Regions from separate parts of the Mus musculus genome. Here region 1 is linked to region 2. The links are chromatin contacts, called in public promoter capture Hi-C maps. All regions are on one chromosome and are shown on one strand. The core of a region is the stretch at or near the end of the contact, and the rest is flanking DNA. Distances in the headings are between cores, read along the strand shown.

What was found. Capture Hi-C pulls out chosen DNA fragments and counts their contacts.
Region 1: a promoter capture Hi-C map of adipose tissue shows a contact between it and region 2, with 2.8 times the contacts expected there. The contact joins the promoter of 4933434E20Rik here to the promoter of Mrpl24 in region 2. A contact is called at or near these places in 3 of 39 promoter capture datasets (erythroid cells, hippocampal neurons and liver) and 1 of 9 other capture datasets (adipose tissue).

Annotation. Positions count from the first base shown.
Region 1 is chr3:90,048,774-90,054,466 of GRCm38.p6, reverse strand. 4933434E20Rik (RIKEN cDNA 4933434E20 gene) reads right to left here and starts at 1,665. Exons shown (of 7, transcript NM_025762.3): 1 at 1,348-1,665; 2 at 858-959. The coding sequence starts at 1,413. Ubap2l (ubiquitin-associated protein 2-like) reads left to right here and starts at 1,952. Exons shown (of 28, transcript NM_001165984.1): 1 at 1,952-2,012.
Region 2 is chr3:87,916,583-87,922,542 of GRCm38.p6, reverse strand. It overlaps Mrpl24 (mitochondrial ribosomal protein L24), which reads right to left and starts at 2,999. Exons shown (of 6, transcript NM_026591.3): 1 at 2,838-2,999; 2 at 495-726; 3 at 317-412; 4 at 52-155. The coding sequence starts at 677.

The sequences.
Region 1 (5,693 bases), core at 416-2,915, 2.1 Mb before region 2:
CTGAGCCATCTCGCCAGCCCAGAAGACATTTTTCTTAAAGCCAAGAAAAGCAAAGCACTTAAGGAGAAAGTTTAGACACTACTAGATTATTTACTTTTACTATTCTTTTTTTGGTTTTTCATGTCAAGGTTTTTCTACATTGCCCTGGCTGTCCTGAACTAGCTCTGTAGACTTGGTTGGCCTCAGAGATCCACCTGTCTCTGCCTGAGTGCTGGGATTAAAGGTATGCTCTACCAAGCCCAGCACGATTATTTAATTTGTGGACGCAGTCTGATGTGGCACATTATCTTGGTAATCTCATTACTTGTACTGTCCTTGCAGGAGGGCTGCTTTGAGGTTCCGTGGTGAGAGTTATTGGGTTACAATTGGGTGTTCAGTATGTCTCAAAATACAAAACAAAGAACAATAACAACATTAAAAAGTTGTTAGGTAATTTCTTTCTTTGGCTTTAGGTTTGACTTGAAAAGTATAACTAGGTGATTATTGCCCCGCCCCTTGCTTTCAGCAGTGTCAAGGATTAAACCCAGTCGTCTGCATTCTAAGCAAGCACAATGGGCATCTTTAAAATTCTGCAAAGGCAACCATTCTCACAACGCTGGAACCAACTGTAAGTGTTCTCAGCATCATGCTTAAACTAAAGCAACATGAAATATTTAGTAATTTTAGTTGAAGATGAGACATTTTACAGCTGAATTGGTTTAAATCTTAAGGTACATGTTGTGGAGCAGCAGTGAGCAGGAAGTTATTGCTTAGACTGTGGAATGAAAGGAAGCATATGAATAAAAGTCTTCTTTTAAAGTCCGAGAAAAATCTCCTTGTGCCAAAGAACAGGTTTACCTTGCATTCTAGTGACCTACCTTGGGGGCATTGTGTCCTACAGGAACATGAGGTCCCCTTCTAGATTTCATTGCAAAGCGCATGATTTGTCTCTTCACAAAAATAAACAGCAGTACGAATACCTGCCCAAAGAGATTAGAGCCATTTTAGTAATAGCAATAATTTTTTAAAATGTTCACTTTCAAAATCCCTGGGTTTAGGCCTTCAGAGCTGGATGCTTTGGGGCGAAGCCGGGTCGCTAAGGACGGAGGTGGGTCAGGGGCTAGTAACGGAGAGGCATGTTAATCTGGGCTCTAGAATTTAAGAGGGAGGGTTCTTACTTAGAGCCAGGCAGCTTTGACTTAAAGATCTCAGACTGTCTACGGATACAATTCGGAAGTCCAGAAACAAAACAAGTTAAGTGGCTGAAGAACAAAGACAGAACGGCTCAGGAGCCTTCTTTTCAGGAGTCCGGCTCAGAGGGTCGGGACTCAGACAAATGCCACAAGAGGAAGAGAATGGGGATCTCACCAGGCTCCCGTACGCCATCACCAGCACGACATTCACTCCAGAAAGCCAGTTACTACTAGACGCCATCGCCTCTCTCTCCGGGAACACCTGCTAGGACAGTCCCGCCGCGCTCGCGCGTTAGCCCAGGCTCTGCCGAAGCCAGGGAACCTAGGTTCCCTGGAGCTCTCCGAACATTTCCATATGGTTTTCGATTAAAAAAAAAAAAAAAAAAAAAACCAGGCTAGAGTCCGTCAGAAAACATGGTGGATGGGGGCGCTAGTTAAGCATCGGACCTTCCCGTCCCATTTCCCCACCCCCACCCCCTCCGCCACGTGACTTATGTCCGCAAAGGTACCTGGGAGTGCGGAGACGCGGAACTACGCCAGTAAGAGGAAGCCGAGACCTTACTGGAGTCACGTGATGGAGGCGGATCCGTGCGGGGCGGGGCGGGGGCGGGGCGGGCGCGCGGAACTCAAGAGCAGTGTTTCGTGGCGGGGAGGCGCGCGCACGCTGACGTGCGCGGCCCTTTCGCGTCACGTGCTGAGGGACGCAGGAAGGCAAGTGGGAGGGGGAAGGCGCGAGAGCGAGCGCGAGAGGGAAAAGGAGGGAGGGGGTGGGGAGGAGGGAATCTTATATCACGTGACAGGGGCGGCGCGGCCCGGGGTGTCAGTGTGGAGGAGACTGAGGTAAAGTTGGGAGCGCAGCGGCGTTGGCGGCGGCGGCGGCGGCAGCGGCAACGCGGCGGGGCCGGGTATTGTCCGCGGCCCCTTTAAATCCGCGATCCCCTTTTTACCCTCCCTTCTTTTCCTCTGTCCCCTCCGTATTCCTGTCCCGCGGTAGGCCCCCCCCACGCCGTGTGTCTCCCCACTGTACACCCTCCCTTCTGGTCTTGGGAACCCGGGCGTCCAACCTCCCCACCTCGAATTGGCCGCCGGGGGTTTTGTTTATAGTTGGGTTCGCGGCCTACTGGGCCGCGCCAGAGCCGGGGCCTCGATTTGGGAGCGTGGCCGGGGCGGGGCTTGGGGCAGCCGGAGGGGGGGGGCATGTGGCTAGAGCCTGAAGGGGGAGAGCGAGAAAGAGCGCGGGCGAGCGAGGCCTGGGCCCAGCCTGAGGTAGGGTTGTTTAGGAGGGTCAGTGTCTTGTGGAGAAGGCCTCCTCCCTCCCCAGTCCTCTCTGGGCCTCTGATCCGGATCCGGCCTGGTTTTGGGGGCGGAGGGGGGGTGGCGATGGGGTGGAGCTGCCCCAAACTCCCCCATGTGGCCCTCGGTTTGGAGTGCGGAGGATTAATTTGTTCCGGGTGGGAGGTAGAGAAGCGAATGGCCCCATGGGCTCTAGATGTGGCGCGGAGGGGGGTGAGTCTCCCATCCTCCGCGCGTGGGCTTCTGTCCTCTCTGTTCATTTCCAGCCTCTTTGTCAGCTCCTCTTATTACCCTGCCTTCTTTCTTACCGACCCTGGTCGTGGAATATATTTTCGCTGCAGTCTTTGACTTCCTGTTGTCTATACTGTAGTTTTGGCTACCCAAGCAGTTATCTTATTTGGGAAGCTGGACATGGAGGCCCCCGTGGATTGTGTTGCGCCTAAGGGATGTCACTAGACTGGGCATTTGTTCATTTTTCTCATAATGGGAATGGAATTCCAAATTTCTTGAGACCCTTCACCTGGTGGACAGCCCCTAAATTGTTTTGCAAAGTGATGTCACAAACAAGAGACTGTTTTCCACGATTCTTAAAATTTAGCAACCTCTGGTGTAGGTTGTTGTGGAAAGAAAAAACAGTTAAAGGCGATTTTGTTAAATTTGTTTTTGCCTTTGACTCACTGACTACTAAATGGAGAGATTATTTTTTGTCTCCACCTCCCATATTCTGCGTTGGGGATATCTGCTGTGTCTTGCTGGGAGGGGGGTATGAGTCAGTTTGACAACCAGCATTAGAGATTAAAATATTTGGATGTGTATCTGTTGATAAGACTGTGTTGTGGGTCCTATACCACTGTCTTTAATTATAGATCATCCCAGTGATTGTTTCTGTTGTGAATGGGAGATACTGCTGTCATGTAAAATAGTGAGGAAGGGCTAAATGTACTGGCTTTCCCCAGTGTTTCTAACTGGGAAGACTCCTATTAGATTGAAGGTGGTTGGGGAATGGGACACAGGTCTAGGAAAATTAGTTTCTCTGTTAGAAGTGGTAAGCCTTACCCATCCCAGTCCAACTTCAGAATGTCTGAATTGTTTCTCACATTAGATTGTAAGCTCCCTGAGAGCAGCAACTAAGTCACACTGCTTTTGTATTTCCTGAAGGATTGGACAAGTAGTAGATTCTCAATAAATACTTATTGTTTATTTTTTTCAGTAAAATTTCTCTGGCTATTTTTTTAAGTAGCTGGCTTTCAAAATGTAGTCAAGGGCACTTCTTTGTTGAAACCTGTACTTGTTCTGTAGTGTTCCCTTGGTTTCCAATACTTCTTTCTCATCCCACTTCCCTTAAGTACTTAGGTTTTCTATGAGTTCACAAAACAAGGCCACTCACTTTCACTGTATAACTCTAGGTATTCATCTTTGTTTGCTACTAAAATGTACTAATTCTGTGCCCTTAAGTGGTTTGCCCAGATTATTTACTTTTGACCTGTTGCTCATTGTTACTAATGAGGGGGTTAAATTTTTCTTAGTTACACATTTCAAAGTATTTCCAAAGAGGGAAATGGAAGTTAAAAGCAAGACTGATTAAAAAGATTTTTTTTTCTGGCTAGTTACATATCTTTCAATATGACTATATTTACATCTAACTTGTAAAATGTGCAGTGATCTATACAACTAATCTTACAGCTTATATTTATGGTATAATTCTTAAAAATTCATATACATGGAATAGAAACCATATAGCATTTTTAAACCACAGGAACAGGAGTAGGTTGGGATTGACTATCTTATAGCTAATTTTAAAACATAATTTTTCCTCTAGCTCTTCTCCCCCAACTATTGCTGTTTTGGATCCACCAGTACTTAGTTAAACAACACTTGTATTTTTGTAAATTAAGTATTGAAACAACTATAATGTTAGCTTGGGAAAGTGACCTAATACTATACTATTTACAGGTCTTTGTACATGTATGTTGGGGAAGAGGTACTGGTTAAAAATTAGTGCTGTGCCTGTTAAAACCTAAATTGGCGATGAGGAATGAAGTAGAAGTCTTTGTTCTTAATAACCACATCAAAAACAAAGACTTGTGCAACCTATTGACACTCCTTGGTGAAAAGCCAGCTTTTTTTCTGTGTTATCCAAGAAATGGGTGAAGTTCATGTCTCCACTTAATCCTTGCATATTTCTTTAGAACTCTCCTGACCTCAAAATTCAGTGTCTGCTGGGCAGTCTAGAATTACCTTGTATAACGTTTCGTTAGTGAACAAAAAAATGTAGAGCAGGAAAGTATAAATTTGTCTTCTTTGAAAAGGGATAAAACAATGAAAAGTAACTTGATTTTGAGCACACTATCATGATGATGAATGTTTCCTTTGTTTACTCAAAGCAGCAGATGAGATTACATTACAAAACAATATGAAGAAAGAGAACTTGAATTTAGTAGAACACTTATTTGATAGAAAGTACAGAAACTATGTTCTAGTTTTGAGAAGGCTCTATGTTCTATGTCTCTTCAAAAAGTGAAGCCATTCTGCAAACATTATCCAATTTAAAGTCATTTCCTAGAAGCCTTTTCAAACTTGGTGATAGGTGGATTTGATTGGGGGCAGATTTGGGATTCTCTTTTGTTTTAAGGTGAGTGGTGGAGAGTAATTGCCATTCTGTTTACTTGAAAATATATAGGAGACCAGCTGAAACAGCTGCAAAGGCAGTGTGTTGGAATTAACTGTCTAGGAAATAGATTCTGGGTAGTCACTAGGACTAACACATGCCCTAGTCATGAAGAGCTAAAACTGGAAATAAAAGGCTAGTTATGAATTTGTCTTTTCTAAGTAGTAGAAGTCACACACAGCTTGTCAAACAGTGTAAGGCTATGACTGTTTTTAATGTGTACTGGGTATTTTTTTTTCCTTCTAGCCCGGTTATGGCTATGAACCCTTAGGCCCTTAACTGAGCTATGCCCACAGTTCATCCAGTATTATAAAACTGCAATTTCTTTGATTTATAGACTAATCTAGAAGGTTCTTCCTCCTTTCCTCCCTCTCTCCCCTTTCCTCCCTCTCTCCTCCCTTCCTTCCTTCTTTCATGTCTGTCTATCTTTTGTGACAGGATCTTACTGTGTTGCCCAGGCTGGCCTCAAATTTATGATCTTCTCTGGTCAGCTTTCCAAGTGCTGGGATTACAGGTATGTGCTGTGCCCAACTCCTGGAAGGCATGTATTTTCAGGGTTT
Region 2 (5,960 bases), core at 1,750-4,249:
TCTGAACTCTCAAGAGTTAGAAGTCCCTTGACCAGAGGTCCCTGTGCTTGCCTGTCCACAGGATCCACTAGCTTGACCTGGTGATGAAGCAAGGGGGCTTCACTAGCGATCATGGTCCCTCGGTGGTCCTTGGTTCTGCCAATGTATCGGTAATGCTGTCCAAGAGAAGGTAGATCAGAAAACAAGTGTGATGGGGATTTGCCCACTATTGCTTAGCATGTCCAAGTTGTACAGCCTGCCCCTCCGCCAGTTTCCTGTCTCCCCATGCTTCTCTTAAGGAAAAAGGGAGAGATGGGGAAGACTTCTCAAGACTCACCGTGTTCAACCCCTCCAGGACAACCCAGTTTCGCTGCCGAACGACTTGGACTACTTTGCCTTGCTTCCCAGCATCCTTGCCTTCTAAGATTTCTACCTGTAGGAAGATGAGATGCAAGGACAAGGGCAGGAAATTGTTGCCCACTAGCCTTCCTGTCCCTCTGTCTTGAGGTCCTTACCATGTCTCCACAGAATAGGTGCCAGTCTTCATCAGAGATGGGCTCTACCACTACTGGGCGCCGCCTGCTCCATGGAGGATTCTTCCTTTTGTCTGCTATGGAACCTGGACGGCTCATTCCATAGCGGTAGAAGGGGGAGGAAGTGGCTTTGGATGCCAAGGCCAGCAGGGCTGAGAGCCGCATAGCTAGATTCAAGAAATCTCACCAGGGAAACACTCAAAAACTTTGCCAGCTGAGTCAAGAAAAACAGAATGAAGATTTGAACAAGGAAGGAACATTTAGCTGGGCAGTGGTGGTGCACGCCTTTAATCCCAGCACTTGAGAGGCAGAGGCAGGTGGATTTCTGAGTTCGAGGCCAGCCTGGTCTACAAAGTGAGTTCCAGGACAACCAGGACTATACAAAGAAACCCAGTCTCGGAAAAAAAAAAAAAGAGAGAGAGAGAAAGGAAGGAATGTTTGCTTTTTGAGACAGGGTCTCACTATATATATATATATATATATCCTTCGCTGACCTAGAACTCATTGTGTAGACAAGGCTGACCTCGAACTCACAAATCCTTCTCCTTCGCTCTCCTTCCCTAGTGCCAGGACTAAAGGTGTATAGCACCATATCCAGCTATATAGCTCCATATAGCTCCAGGACTGTTATTAAAGCACTGACTCTCTTTCGTAGAGGACTTCATCTCACTGACACTCCTCACAGGCTATCTTTACAAATGAGAAAACAAAGAGGTAATGTATCTTCCATCCATGGGAACATCTGTATTCAACCCCCTCCCCCATATATCTGACTTATAAGTAAAAAACTCACGAGACCAGGGGCTACACTATCTAGCTTGGATTGCTAGCTATCTCAGGAGACCTTGGCACTGAAGGTACTTAAGAGAGTTATTACGTGAGTACATGAACATTAGAGCAGGAGGAAAACAGGTAATGGAAGAAAGTACTAGGACAGTCCACAGGCAAGCAATCACAAGACAAGTGAATAGCAATAGCAGGGGTAAAAACAGCTGTTGGGTGGTCCCGGCTTGCTTATAAAAGGGATGGTTTGGTCTCAGATCCTCAGACCTTTCTCCCCATCTCACCTCCACATGTTTCTGACCGGCCTCTTCTCTTTCTGTCTGTCCTTCTCTGTCCCCTCTTTCTTCACCTCTACTTCCTTCTCAACTCCCTTCCCATGCCCCCAAATAAACTTTATTCTATACTAGACCCACTGTATGGCTGGTACTTTGGTGGGGAGAGATGCCCACTGAGGTACCACCTCCCACCACATCTTACTGCGCTCTTCAAAACATATCCTTCGTCTTTATAAAAACATTATCGGGGCTGGTGAGATGGCTCAGTGGGTAAGGGCACCCGACTGCTCTTCCGAAGGTCTGAAGTTCAAATCCCAGCAACCACATGGTGGCTCACAACCACCCGTAATGAGAGCTGGTGCCCTCTTCTGGTGTATCTGAAGACAACTACAGTGTACTTACATATAATAAATAAATAAATCTTAAAAAAAAAAAAAAACATTATCAGTCTGAGCTATAATGAGAAACCTATCTGAATGAAACCAACAAAGTAAAAACGCTCAATGTAAAAATGCTAGCCTAGCATGCAGTAAGCTTTCTAAAACAGTTGCTACTGGCGTGGTACCATGCTAAATAGCATCTCACAGAAGCCTAACAACAGCGATGAAAAGTTGCCCATAATCTTATCATGTTTTGTGATTTGTATGTGTGTGTGGTGCTGGTGATCAAACTTGGGGATTCACATATAACAGGCAAGCATTTTGCATAAGTGAACTATTACTCCTTTTTTTATACATTTCAGGATAAGAGATGGGAGCAAAGTCAAGTGTTACCATGATGCTAGAGAAACACGGGGACTATTTCTATCTAGATCAAATACACGATTACTAAGCACTAACTACTACCTGACAAGTCGAAAACTGAGAACTCAGTAAGGGATGCTAACAGCAAGATCCAGGAAAACCTTGCCCTCTCTTAGCATGCAGCATCACAAGTGTGTATGTGTGTGTGTGTGGGGGGGGGGGGTCTTGCTTGTTTGTTTTAAAAACTCCTTTAGGCCCCGGACAGGCCCCCACTCCATCTTTCCCTTTGGTTCCCTACACAACCTAGATGCTAGCTAGTGTCACTTCCGTGGTGGGGCTGGCTTTCTTCTCAGTACAAGTCCTCAGGTCACCGCCTCAAGTAATTCCCTCGTCAGACTCACCCCGATATGCGGATAGCTCCAACGTCCTAGCAAAAGAGGAGCCCAAGGCTCAGTTTAAAACTAGGAAAAGAAGTCCCTTCGCTTATCCACCTTCCGACCTTCCCCGTCGCTGAGTAGCCTCACCTCCCCGCAACTTTCTTTCCACGTGCGTTCTCTACGTCCGCAGTCCCCACCCACCGGATTTTTGGGAGATGTAGTCAAATTGCGGAAAGGAAGGCTCAAAACAAAACAAAACCGAAGCGAGCCTCCCAGCGTCTGGGAACTCTAGTCCGTTGCTACAAAATGGACAGGAAACAGGAAATTTAGCCAACCGTAGGAAATCCAGACTGGGAAAGGCATGTCGGGAATTGAAGGCGAAAGACATGCTAATTTGCTGCGTAAGTTCGTTCGCGCTCTTCGTGGAGACCACTGGGAGTTGTAGTTCACAGAGAACATGGCTCCATTTTCTTGGTAGTTATGGCTTCCTAATTCAAAGCAAAGGGTGTCCATTTCCAGATGAGATCACCTTTATGTCCTGGCTCTTCTCTGCTTGAGGGACCAGGACGCGGCATATTAAAAAAAAATGCCCCGCCTTTTCAGAGAAAAGAGTGATATTATATTAGCAATCACTCGTGTGAAATGTACTGGAAGATTTCGACCATGTTCACCTGTCCTCTCACCATCCGTGGACTGGCAGGCATCCCTACCAAAATTTAGCAGAGACCAGATCTCTTTTATCAGCTCGCTATTTGACTCCACTCACCTTCCTGCTCTGATTAGACTAAGTATGTTTCCTTTCATTCCTGAGTTTGCTGATGACTACGAGCTTTGAAGCAGCTTTCCCCTACAGTTTGTAATGTTATAAACTTCATTAGTGGGCAAACTAACCTCACCTGGCCTATCCCTAAACCAGCAACCCAGCAAGATGAACTTAGAACAACAGTGCTCTATCTTCTCAGCTGCTTTTGTTTTCTGAGAGTGGTGCATGTAGCCCAGGATCACCTCAAACTTGCTAGTTGGCTTCTGCTGTTCCTTCCCAGGTGCGAGAGCTAACCATCAAATCTGGTTTTATATGATGCTCCAGACTGAACCCAGCCCTTACTGCATATCCCAGGCTTACTGCATGCTCAGTAAACATTTATCTTAAAAGCAGTAATTCTTACCTAAAAGCCTTTTATTTTTTAAAAACAGGTTCTATGTAAACTCTGGCTGTCCTGGAACTCATTATGCAGACTGGGCAGGCCTAGAGCTCAGATTCCCCACCTGTCTCCAATGCTGGAATTGAAGGTGTGCATCATTATGCCTGGCTAAGACCTTGTCTTTGGACTCAGAGCCGACTGTGGTCACCGACCTAACTAGCATTAAGTGGTAACCTCTCCTCCCTACATTTTGACTTGCTCTTGAAGGTCTAAGAACCAAACTCTTCTTCCCAACACTTTTAAGAGACTGAGGCAAAAGAATTTTAAGTTTGAGACCAATAAGAAGATCCTACTTCAAAAACAAAACAAAACAAAAAACCAATCAGGAACGTCTACAGCTGGAACTCAGCACTTGGCAGAGTCGGTTAACGGGTCTCCTCCACTACAGTTAGTGTGTGTCCTGGGCTATATGTGACCTGTCTCGACAAAAGTCATGTATTTCCCATGACTATACTCCGTTTCTCTTTTCTGAAGTACACATGTACAGGAAACTGAATCTCCAACCATCCCTGATTATATATATACTGTCTCATGCATACTCCAAAGCTTGCTGTACATCTGCAGATAACTTCAAAGGACTTTTTTTTTTTTTTTTTTTTTGGTTTTTCAAGACGGGGGTGGGTGTTGTTTATTTTTGTTGTTGTTTTTGGTTTTTCGAAACAAGAGTTTCTCTGTGTAGCCCTGGCTGTCCTGGCCAGTCTCAACTCAGACCAGGTCTAGAACGCAGAAATCCGCCTGCCTCTGCCTTCCAAGTGCTGGGATTAAAGGCGTGCGCCTCCACACCCGGCTACTTTAAAGGATTTTTTAAAAAAGCTTCTTGGAGGGGCTGCTGAGATGGCTCAGTAGGTAAGAACACTGACTGCTCTTCCAAAGGTCCTCAGTTTAAATCCTTGCAGCCGCCAGGCGTGGTGGCACAGGCCTCTAATCCTCGAGCAGGGACTGAGTGAGCAGAGTTGACCAGAGCAAGTGAGCCAACTGCAGCGAGCAGAGGTCCTAAATTCCCAACAACCACATGAAGGCTCACAACCATCTGTACAGCTACAGTGTACTTATGTACATATACATAAACTAAATCTTAAATAAAAAAAGTTCCTTGGGCTGGTCAGATAGCTCAACAGAGGCTCCTACCTGCCTGACCTGAATTCAATCCTGGATTTGCACATGGTGGGAAGAGAAACTGATTCCTGCCAATTGTTCTTGGTGGCACAGCTTCACAAATATAGTAAAAATATAGTAAAGCTTTAGATTTGTGTATTACCTATGTGCACTGCCAAGGGAGATCAGAAAATGGTGTTAGAGTCCTTGGAACTGAAGTTGGTTGTGAGCTTTGAACCCAAGTCCTCCACAAGAACAAGTGCTCTTAACTGTGAACCAACTCTCCAACTACTATATAGTCTGGATTTGTTTTTTAAAAAGATTTTATGTATGAGTACACTGTCGCTGTCTTGAGACACACCAGAAGAGGGCATCAGATCCCATTATAGATTGTGAGCCACCATGTGGTGACTGGGAATTGGACTCAGGACCTCTGGAAGAACAATCAGTGCTCTTAACCACCAAGCCATTTTTCCAGCCCCCTGAATTTTATTTTTATTACAAATCATTTTTAAAGGCTTTTTACTTGCTGGGATTGGGAATTTAGCCCAGCACAAGGCCCTTTTTAGTCCTCGGTTCTGAAAAGTATGTCTTTTTGTATATGCCTGAGTGCAGACACCAGTGGCACCACACACCTACGGGGGTTAGAAGTTCTATTCCAGGAAATCAGGCCTCTCCTTCCATATTCTAGAGGCAGATGATACACGACCAGGAGTCCCCTGTCTGCATTCCAACTAGCCTAGTAGTTCAACCAGCTTTTTTGGACTCAGGAATAGAACTCAGGTAATCTGACTTGTGTGGCAAGCACGAACTTCTGATCCTCCTGCTTCCATCTCCAGAGTATCGGCAATTTCTGCAAGTGGTGTGTGTGTGTGTGTGTGTGTGTGTGTGCACGCATGTGCGTGCATGGCTGGAGTGGGAGTAAAGTGTTCAGCATGGCCATTTTGTATAATAGCCCAAGCAGGCACTGAGC